Regions from separate parts of the Mus musculus genome. Here all the other regions are linked to region 1. Evidence: chromatin contacts called from public HiChIP or PLAC-seq and promoter capture Hi-C data. All regions are on one chromosome and are shown on one strand. The core of a region is the stretch at or near the end of the contact, and the rest is flanking DNA. Distances in the headings are between cores, read along the strand shown.

Region 1 (3,456 bases), core at 450-2,949:
AAGGTGGGAAAATGATTCACCCAAGACCACAGATTAAACTGGGATTAGATACATCTGTCAAAACTGCTAAATACTGCGTTGCAGCAAGAACTCAAGGCGCATGTTTCCTAACCCGAACCTGGATCTTGTATTAGCCCTCTCACTGACACCCACGAGGATGTCTTTCCCGCGTCGCGGAAGGATAGCGGCCAGCAGCTTCCTGTGTGGGCATAGTACTCAATCTCTGTTGAAGAGAGGGATGGGCCTGCCCCACCCCTGGGTCCAAAGCCGCGAAGGCGGGTGAGAGGGCTGAGAGGGTAGAAATTCAGCCAATGGCGGGGCTATATGCAAATGTAGAAGTCCTTGCTTTCTTAGGGTTGGCTAATCTATCAGCACTCTTGCCCAAATCCCTCCTCCTCCTCTCTGAACACTGAACTATTCCGGGCGGGTGTTTGTGGCTCTAAAAAACTAAGAGGAAAAAAGTCTTGAAGATTTGGATCTGAGTTGTCCTGGCGCCCCCCACCCCCGCTGCCCCTCCTCTGTCCTTCCCCTCAAGGCTCAAAGCTTTGGAAACCCTCGAAGTCTAGGTGTCTGCTCTGGCTAAATCCCAGAGTTCGGATCTGAGAATTTACCCCATCTCTCGGCTGGCCAGGCTCCTACTGGCTTCATCAGATCGCTCTCAAGAGTTCCTACACCTCCTCCGCTACACATTAAAAAAAAAAAAAAAATTCCTTACTTCCCAGTTCTGGAAGAGAGGGCCTCCGGGATCTCCCCTCTGTCTTTCTTACTCGCTATGGGAAAAGCAGAGAAGTCAGAGTCCTGACTCAGTTTCCCCATTTGCATTCCCTATTCCTGTACTACTGCCAATGCTGAAGGGGCCAGCAATGGTGAGGTGGTAGGCAATGAGGCGCGGGCAAGAGGCAGCCGTTTGACTCTCTCTGTCTTAGAGCTTTCCACCTTGTTCCTGTCTGTTCCCCAAATCTAGCTCGAGGGCCCTTCTCGCCCGTCCCCACCCCTCCTCACCCCGTTCTCACCCAATCTCTCACTATGGATTTCATGATGTCCAACAGCTCTTCCCTACCTATCTGCCAACTCCTTGATGATGCGAATTGGACACATTTCTTTGGGGGAAGGAAGACTATACGGGAAGAAAACACAATAGAGTATCCAGGGGTACAGAACGTCAAAGTGGCACTTCAGAAGTGCTCGGGCAGAGACCCGAAAGGAACTGTCTGCGAGGGTCCCGGTGCAACCTCCCGATAGCTGGGATCCTGGAGCGGGTAGAGCCTGAAGGCAGCAGGATCGCTGTGCCAAGTCCCAAGACTGGCTCTGGGTCCCCACCCTCTGGTGTTTGGAGCTGCGCGGGAGACAGTCCCACTCAGCACTCACCACCACAGTCCATCGACGTGCGCGGGGCACAAGAGCAGCAGCAGCAGTCCGAGGCGGGAGGGCACCGGCGGCAGCATCCTGAGAGCTCTACCGCAGTCTGGCCGGGGAGGCGGCTGGGGGTGGGGAGTGAAGCTGCGGGGTGAGCCGGGGCGCGCGGGCACCGGGCTTCAGGGCAAACGCGGCGACCGAGGCGGCGGCCCGGAGACTAGGGCTCCGGCGGCGGTGGCGGCGGGGGGGCCCATCCCGGGCGAGGAGGGCGCGGCGGAGGCGGAGAGCGGACCCAGCAGCCAGCGCCTGTGTCTCCTGCGGAGCTCGCTGGAGAGAAGAAATCAGAGCCGGGGGCGGGGGTGGGAGGGGAGCGGGGCCGAAGCGTGGGCGGGGGAGGGGGACAGGGGGGCCACGGGGGTGGCAGTTGCGACAGTCAGGCGGCGGGACTCTTGGGAGGGAGCCGTGCGCCCCGGGGCGGCGGGCGCAGAGCGCAGCGGAGGGCGGGTGCTGGGGCGGGGCCGCGCGCTCACGGGTGCGGGTCCCGCCCGCCTGCCCCTCTCCTAGCCTCTGCGGGGTTGTCCCCTGCCATCCCTGGACCTGGGGCATGGAGGGGCGGGATGAATAGTCGAGAAGGGTAAGGGGGGGAGGGAGGAAGAACTGGGGAAGGGGGACTGGCTGGGAGACGTTTGACAGGTTTGTTGACTGTAAAGAGAGAAAACTTCCCAGGAATGAGGGAGTTTGGGGGGAGGGAACAGTACGTAGGGATATACAGATGGGGGCCAGGGAGGAAGTCGGCCGGGGGCGCAGGATGCTCGGTAGAAGGCTGTCCAACTGGATCGCCAGCCCAACGAACTTAGGAGGCGTTACCAACTCCCGCGTCTTTTGCCCCTTCTTCAGCCTCTGTCCCAGCAAGGGAACGAGCCCGAGGCCTGGGTTCTAGCTCCCTAGCCTTGCAGCCGCAGCCAGCCGATGTTGGGGGCGGACAGTGTGGGGGAGATAAGACAGCAAGTGGAACCTCTCCAGGGCCTGCGCTCCAGTATTCGCTACTCATAAACGTGGCGGAGGGCCGAGGTTGCTGACTTCCAAGAGAAGAGGGGTCAGCGCTGGCTGTGGTCAGGTCTCACTTGTCCGCGGGTTCCTGGAGCCTCAAGTTCCTCCCCCAACTTGGCCAGGGCAGAAGGGGTGGGAGAGCCAGCTGCAGGTGAGATGGCGTTTATCTGATTCTCTAATGCCACAAAAATGTCTTTGATGCCCCTGACCCCCTCCCCACGGGGGGAGATCAAAGGCCTCGTGGGGAGGAGGGACAGCTCCATTCATCAAGCCAAGCGGCTGGCAGCGGGCGGCAGCCTCTGCTGCTCTGGCCTGGGGCAGAGGCCCCCCGACGTGCCCCAGGAGTGCAGAGGGACAGGTGGTGCGGACATTCCGAAGCAGGAGCCAATTTCCCCGCCACCGCTATCTAGAGGGCCCATCAACCTTAAACAGGGGACCTTAAGCCCACGTGGCAGAAATTTCACACCAGAGGGGAAAGTTCCTTGTCGTTTGGGGTGGGGAGGAATTTAGAAGTGGAAACGGAGAACAGTGCCAAGATAGACAAACACCGCTGGTGAGCAAAGAGGAGGGCCGGTCCAGAGAGTCGTCCAGAGAGTGGGGCAAATGGGCAAAGATGAGACTGGGGGACCAGAAAGAAGGCAGGAGAAGGCCACAGATGCCTACATCAGGAGGGGGAGCAGATCTGAGGAAAGAAGATGAATAGCAGGGAGAAGGGATGGAAAAACCGGAGCCTAGACACAAACAAATAAGGCCTTGGGTTTTCTGGGAGTCCTAATGAGGATTCTGGGTGTCAAAGGTCCTGAATAAGGAGATTTGCAGAGTGTGAGGCCCTCTGGGGAAGGAAAGGAGCAGAGAGAGGAGACAGCGCTCAGCCAGACACTGGACCAACCTACGTTTCTTCCTTTCTCATGCACTGCACCGCTCCAGCACATAGCAATTTTGTACACAGCCTTTCATACTAGTACTAGTGCCAAGCACTGTGGACACCACCACACCCGTGGGCATAGCTCATTCAAGGATATACCAGGCCGAGTGAATACTGGGGCTAGA
Region 2 (3,456 bases), core at 564-3,063, 730 kb before region 1:
GGTCAACCTCTGACCTCCCCGCATTTCCAGGCATATGCATAAACTAACGAAGACAGAGGAGGAGGAAAAGAGAAAGAATGGAAGGGAAAGGAGAAGAGAGCAGAGGTCAGCCCTTCCCAGGGAAGTGTAGCTGCCATTTCTGGTCCAGTGGACACAGACTATGGGAAATATTATGGGCCAGCTGTAGTCAAGACTGCAATTGGGGCCGTACTAGAACACAGTCCCTCGCGTTACAAATTCTAACAACTGATCCATTCTCAAGACAAGACACTGAGGCGGCTGACAGTCAGCTAGTAAGTGGCAAGACTGGGATTCCACTTGATATGAAATCCATACTTTCGGTACTACTACTACGCTGCCTGGAGATGAAGGCAGGGAAGCGAGGAGACCTCAGAGTGAGCCAGATGGGGCTTGGGGAGAGTAGGGGGCACAAAACGCAGGACAGACCACAGGCAGCAACAGAAGCTGTCTCTACAGAGCCTTAGCTTCCCCTTTTGTATTCCAGGCATGCTAGGCTCACTGGATCAGTCCCGCTTGAGAAGTAGAGGCTACCACCTATCTGATGTTGAGGTAGAGGCTACCACCTGTTTGATGTCGATCAGAGGGGCTTAGGAACTGGCCCCTTGCCGCAAAGCCAGCTGAGTTGTGGGGCTGCCATTCATACCCAGAGCTGCCTGATTCCCAAGCCCATGAAGTAGGTACCGGCTACTCTTCAAAGTTGACCTGCCAATCCCCAACTTCATTACCTGTAGCTGGGAAAAGGATAGCCTGGGAGACATCTTCCTCCTCTGGTTCAGAGGTCCTGTGCATGAAACCCCCAACGGCATGTCTTCGAGGCAGACGCCTTATTCCAGGATCCCCACCTTCCCCATCCATTGCTGGGGGCCCCAAGGCATCTAGGAATAGAGCCTTCACCTTGGCCAGGACGAGCTCCCGGACAAGTTCGGGTCCCTGGCAGCTGTCCACATCCCGTAGGGTCAACAGCAAAAGGAGCAGCAGAGACCGCTGGCTCACCATAGTTCACTTGCCCTGATGACAGGGAACCCACACGCTGCCCTGTGCCCTTTCTGTCTAGGACCTCCCCACTGTCCCCTCCCCATCCCACTGCTGGCCTTCTTCTACCCTTCTCACCCCAGTCTCCCCCAGTCCTTCCCACGCCCCACAGTCCCAGTCGCCCCTGCCCATGGCATTGAGACCTCCTATCTCTGACGCAGATGTCTGTGGCCCTGAGCCTTATCTCCCACTCCCGCCAAGAATGTGGGGGAAGGGGCTGTGATGGGTATTCACCCCAAGTGACCTGACCCATTCAGGCAAGCATACAACCCACTCCTCAAATACACACACACACACACACACACACACACACACACACACACACACACACACATAGAATCTACATCAGGTACCACAGGTGCCTGGGTGCTTAAGGTTGACCAGTCATCAAATCATTTGTCAGAAGGACAGAATGCACCACCCCCCTCAGACTTTCTGGCGCTCTTTTCAATCCTAGCAGCTGCTAGGCCAACGTGGGAGGGTAGACCTAGGGTTGAGGCTCTGGGCCGAGGGCAGGTGGTCCCGCCTGCTCTATACTTAGCCTGGAGGAGCCAGTCTGAGCTCTTGTCCTCCAGCTGTGTCATCAGAGAATATTTTTGGGATTGGCAGCTGCAGGCGACAAAGTCACTCAAGCCCAAGCCAGGCCCGCAGTTGGAGACCTGGAGGCCGGAGGTGGGAGGGAGGGAGGAGAAAGAGGCCCAGGCTGTGGGAGGGGGCTGGAAAGAGAGACTCCCAAGAGCAGGAAGCCCGGCCGCGGGCAGTCTAGGCTGTAGGGCCCCTCGCTGAGCAGGCAAACAGGAAGGACAGCCCCCTGAGCTCTGGGCTCCCGGCCCGGGAATTGCCGCGTAGCAGGGCTGCGGCCAGGGTCCAGGGTAAAGAGGCGAGCGGTCACAGGAGTCCCACCGGTCCCGGCGCCCGCTCCGCCACGCCCTGGTCTCGGCTCCCGGCCTTCCCGCGCGCCCAGGCGAGCCATCTGCAGCGGCCGCAATGAAGGCCGGATCAGGGGATCAGGGGAGCCCCCCGTGTTTCCTACGCTTCCCGCGGCCCGTGCGGGTGGTAAGTGGAGCGGAGGCCGAGCTCAAATGCGTGGTCCTGGGAGAGCCGCCGCCCACTGTCGTGTGGGAGAAAGGCGGGCAGCAGCTGGTGGCCTCCGAGCGCCTAAGCTTTCCGGAGGACGGCGCCGAGCACGGCCTGCTGCTGAGCGGCGCGCTGCCCACCGACGCCGGGGTCTACGTGTGCCGCGCCCGCAACGCGGCCGGAGAGGCCTACGCGGCGGCCGCCGTCACCGTGCTGGAACCCCCGGCCCCCGAGCCGGAGCCCGAGTCCTCCGAGTGTCCGCTGCCAACACCGGGCACCGGGGAGGGCGCCCCGAAGTTCCTGACGGGGCCCCAGTCCCAGTGGGTGCTGCGAGGGGAGGAGGTGGTGCTGACGTGCCAGGTGGGAGGCCTTCCGGAGCCCAAGCTGTACTGGGAGAAGGATGGGATGGCCTTGGACGAAGTATGGGACAGCAGCCACTTCAAGCTGGAGCCCGGCCGCGGCGCGAGTGACGAGGGCGCGAGCCTGACGTTGCGCATCCTGGCGGCACGGCTGCCCGATTCCGGGGTGTACGTGTGTCACGCCCGCAACGCGCACGGCCACGCGCAGGCGGGCGCGCTGCTCCAGGTGCACCAGCCCCGCGAGAGCCCGCCCCAGGATCCCGATGAGAACCCCAAACCCGTGTTGGAGCCGCTCAAAGGCGCGCCCAAGACCTTCTGGGTGAACGAGGGCAAGCACGCCAAATTCCGCTGCTACGTGATGGGCAAACCTGAGCCCGAGATCGAATGGCACTTGGAGGGCCGCCCTCTGCTCCCCGATCGCCGCCGCCTCATGTACCGCGACCGCGACGGCGGCTTTGTACTTAAGGTGCTCTACTGCCAGGCCAAGGACCGTGGGCTCTACGTGTGCGCGGCGCGCAACTCGGCGGGCCAGACCCTAAGCGCGGTCCAGCTGCACGTGAAAGGTAGAGCACCGTGCTTCCAGTGCCCCCAGAGGTCCTTCTTGCTCATGTCCACCCCCATGTCCGGAGGAATATTGAATTCCAGTACACTGATGAATTTCTTAGCCAGCTACCCAGGTGGTAAAAACCACTAAGCCAAGGAATAGACTGTGTAAATCTTAACAATCCTAGAACATTCTTATCCTTTATTCTTTCTTTTAGGCCTTCTTTCCCAACTGGATTCCCATTGGTAGCAATATCTGTAAAATAATAGGAGCATGTTGTGGGAGTAAATAACTAGGGCTAAATTTATAATATGCTAATCGGTGAGAAAAAGGGGGCTGCTGTATTGAAAACACACATTTGGAGTGGAGGCTGTGTTCACAGCTTCGGGGGCCCGGAATCTGTTAGGAAGGCTGGTGCAAACC
Region 3 (3,456 bases), core at 612-3,111, 590 kb before region 1:
CAGGGCAGACAAACAGACAGACAAATAGTGAGGGACAAAGCCAGCTGTAGAGAACTACTGACTGGGGACCTATCAGGGAGCCAGCTCAGGACACAGGGACATGTCTTGGTGGTTGGGTAGAACAAGAGGCCCAGGGGGAAAAAAAAAAAAAGCAGCAGAAGCCCCGCCTACGGGGGGGTGGAGCAGGAAGTGGCTCTGTCTCAACCCTGGAGCCACTCCCTTGAAGTCTTGTGTCCCAGATAGTCTGACCTCCCCGGGGTTAGGAACTCTGTTTTATTTTATCCACCTCTGTGTTCCCAGGCTTAGCCTGACCCATGTAGGAGCTAAATAAATGTCTGTGACTTTGGTGGCAAGAAGGTGACACTGCTCATCTGGGTAAACAGAAACAGGACCGTCATGATGTACGGAGTCTTTTCTGTTTTTGTTTGTTTGTTTGTTTAAATAAACTTTTTTAATTTTCTAAAACAAATCTTGCTAAGTAGGCCCGGTTGGCCTTGTATTTGCTCCGTATCCTAGGCTTGCCTAGAACTCATGGCAGTTCTGTATCATCCTCCCTAGTGCTGGAATTACAGGGGGTGCCCCCATATCCGGATTATTCAGCCTCTTTTACTGGATCGTGGTGGAATGGGTCACAGCCTTTATCCACTGTCCCCTTTACTCAAACCTGTCCATTTACCAAGTGCAATAACATTACCTCAGCTAGGCCCAGGGGCCTAGCCCCCACCCCACCCCCATCCCCGCCCCTCCCTTGGGCCTCATCACAGCTAAGCTTAAAACTACTGCCTGGCTTCCCTCCTGCTCTTCCCAGCCCATCCATCCTTCCAGGCTCTCATCAGCCTCGCTTCTCCCTCAGAACGTGCTCTGACCCTTTCCTTGACTATGGTCATCATCACTCTAGCAACTTAGCATCCTTTCACAGGCAGCTGCCCACCGTGCACTAGGCAAGGTTCCCCCATTTCCCCCATTTCCCCCATTTCTTCTGTCTACCTTCCCAAGACTACTACTCCAGTGTTACATAGAAGGGGCCAGGAAAGATCTCTACTTAGCGAACACCGGGGAATGACCTTTTCCAAACATGGGCTGAGGAGGGAGGGTCTCAGGCGAGGGGGAGGGGGGCTGCTGGGGACGGGGGTGAGGGGAAAGATCTGGGAGGCCCTCACTTGGCCTTGAGCCTCTGCAGGTCGTCTATCAGGTTGTCACGCTCCACGTCGACCCGGGCGCGCTGGTTGGTGAGCACCTCCACCTGGCGCCGCAGCTCGCGCATCTCCTCCTCGTAGAGCTCGGCGACCCGAGTCGGTTCGCGGCCCTTGAGCCGGTTGACCTCGGCGGCGAGCGCGGCGTTCTGCTGCTCCAAGAAGCGCACCTTCTCGATGTAGTTGGCGAAGCGGTCATTGAGCTCTTGCAGCTCCACCTTCTCGTTGGTGCGCGTGGCCAGGAACTCCTGGTTCACAGCGTCGGCCAGGGAGAAGTCCAGCAGCTCGCCCGCGCCATAGGATGGCGCTCGGGTGGTCCCCAGCCGGCTAGACCGCAGCGACCCCAAGCCTCCAGCCCCGCCCGACGTGCGCGACACCTGGTACACGCGGGATGTCATTGAACTCGAGGAGCCCTTGGTACCGAAGCCTGCTCGAGGGAACACGGGAGAGCTCAGCGGGGAGCCCAGAGAGAAGCCCGGGGCGCCGCCGAAGGTGCGGCGGTAGGAGGACACGCGCTGGCTGGACGAGTAGGCCTGGCTCATGGTGGCGGCGTGGACGAGGCTGGCTGGGCGGACGCACAGAGGAGGCAGCGGGCGGGCAGCCGGCTGGAGTGGATGTGAAGATGGGTGACGGAGCCCCTTAGCTGTCTGCACTATTTGTAGCCCTCCTGACATCACCCCCCGGCGCCCCTCCCCTGACAGCTGCAGGATCCCTCTGTCCTGCCAGGAAAAGGGCGGCCACAGGCGAGGGGGCGGGGAGGCCAGCTCCCCCGCAAGAGGCCTGCGCCCCTGGACAGCCCCAAGAGGACAGAAGACAGGCAGGCCTGCTGGGTTTCACAGGGCAAGGAGCTGACAGGAGACCCCCGGCCGGCCCCTTTTTTTCCATTTGGATGCCTGCCTTATCCTGGGGAAAGCGGGCTAGAGAATTTCGTTTGTTTGAGGCCCCCTATTTTCTCCGAGGAGAGGTTTTAGGTTATTGGAATGAACAAGAAGGACCCCCGAAGTGTTTTATTCGCACAAGTTGCCTAGAAAATGCTGAGGTTTCCAACGACTGTGGGCAAAGCCCGGACAGGTCTCTACCATCCTTTCAAAAGAGTCTCTAGGTAGGCCTGTAGGGTAGGTACCGGTTAGTCAGAGAGTGACCCTGGCCGGGGCACATGCATATCACTGATACCTGGGTTTTAACTCTGAGCCTCAGTTTCCCTTGGGAGGAATGTTGGCCTTCTGCTTCCCTCAAGTTTATAGCCAGCAAGATAGTTTCCAGAATCTTCTGACGACTGTTTCCAACTGCGTGTAGTCGCACCCCCGCATCGCCTTTGCCTGACTCCTGCGCCCCTGTCTCCCTCGCCCCCTCTCTGATTCATCCCCCTACTCACACCGCCCACACCCACTCACACCACGGGTTTGTGTTTTGTCAGGAGATGCATGTCAAGCCAGCCGTCTCCCTAGCAGCAACAGCTGCCAAGGCGAAATACCAGAGCTGGTATTTATAGAGGAGAAGGAAAGGCCCAGCTAGGAAGCAAGGTACAGGAGAGGCGTTCTGGGGACTGGGAGCCAGGCACCTGAGGAGACAGAGGTGTCAAGGAAGGCTGACAGCGACAAGCTTCAGTCACTCCAGGACCCCAACAGAGATGAAGGCCTGGGGTGTGTTCGCCTCTCTCTTCCCTGAAGCACAAGGCGCACACCGACCCCTAAGGGCATCTACATTTCTCTGTGCACCTTGCTGCAGCTCTTCACTGAGCCCTGACCCTCCTAGAACACAAACCCTGGAGATAGAGTACTAGATTAGGGGTCCATAGCTCAACCTTGGAAATGGAGCCCTGGATTAGGAGCCGTAGTCCTACCCAGGGCTGGTCAGAGAGAAAGCGGTGCCAAAAGGCATGTCCTTGTCCTCCCTACCTCTCAGGGTCCTTAGTCATAGAGTGGGGGCCAAACAGCTTCGCATGACTGTGCAATGAGCCTTTGAACAGGCCAGGGAGACAATAAAGCATACACCAACAATAACAATAATGCCTTATATGTACTGATCCCTGCTGGGAACACCACGCCTGTGACTCCCCAGTTCTCCGATAGCATCGTGAAGCAGGGGCCACATAAATGCCATTTGCGTAGCGTAGCATAGTGAGGTAGCCTGACTACAGGGTCTAGGTGATTGGCTCTTTCTCTGCCATAGAAATGAGCCAATTCAAGCCAGATTAGATGATTTTAAAGGCAGGTTTGTTGGGGAGCTGCTCTCAGGCGAGTTCACTGACCCCAAGGATGGA

What was found. Promoter capture Hi-C pulls out the DNA fragments that hold promoters and counts their contacts. HiChIP or PLAC-seq counts read pairs in DNA pulled down with a chosen protein or histone mark.
Region 2: a contact with region 1 is called in an H3K4me3 HiChIP or PLAC-seq map of bone marrow-derived macrophages, with 3 times the contacts expected there. The contact joins the promoter of Obsl1 here to the promoter of Wnt6 in region 1. A contact is called at or near these places in 1 of 39 promoter capture datasets (liver), 1 of 115 datasets of contacts at active chromatin or transcription factors (bone marrow-derived macrophages) and 1 of 9 other capture datasets (liver).
Region 3: a contact with region 1 is called in a promoter capture Hi-C map of embryonic stem cells. The contact joins the promoter of Des here to the promoter of Wnt6 in region 1. A contact is called at or near these places in 3 of 39 promoter capture datasets (embryonic stem cells and liver) and 1 of 115 datasets of contacts at active chromatin or transcription factors (pancreatic cancer cells).

Annotation. Positions count from the first base shown.
Region 1 is chr1:74,770,135-74,773,590 of GRCm38.p6, reverse strand. It overlaps Wnt6 (wingless-type MMTV integration site family, member 6), which reads right to left and starts at 1,699. Exons shown (of 4, transcript NM_009526.3): 1 at 1,369-1,699. The coding sequence starts at 1,445.
Region 2 is chr1:75,504,809-75,508,264 of GRCm38.p6, reverse strand. It overlaps Obsl1 (obscurin-like 1), which reads left to right and starts at 1,813. Exons shown (of 20, transcript NM_178884.5): 1 at 1,813-3,052. The coding sequence starts at 2,041. Inha (inhibin alpha) reads right to left here and starts at 1,188. Exons shown (of 2, transcript NM_010564.5): 1 at 747-1,188. The coding sequence starts at 1,017.
Region 3 is chr1:75,358,697-75,362,152 of GRCm38.p6, reverse strand. It overlaps Des (desmin), which reads right to left and starts at 1,861. Exons shown (of 9, transcript NM_010043.2): 1 at 1,161-1,861. The coding sequence starts at 1,735. RefSeq lists a promoter at 1,819-1,899, silencers at 1,900-2,187, 2,354-2,399, cis regulatory regions at 2,188-2,354, 1,629-2,797, 1,750-3,456, 1,213-3,456 and an enhancer at 2,399-2,798.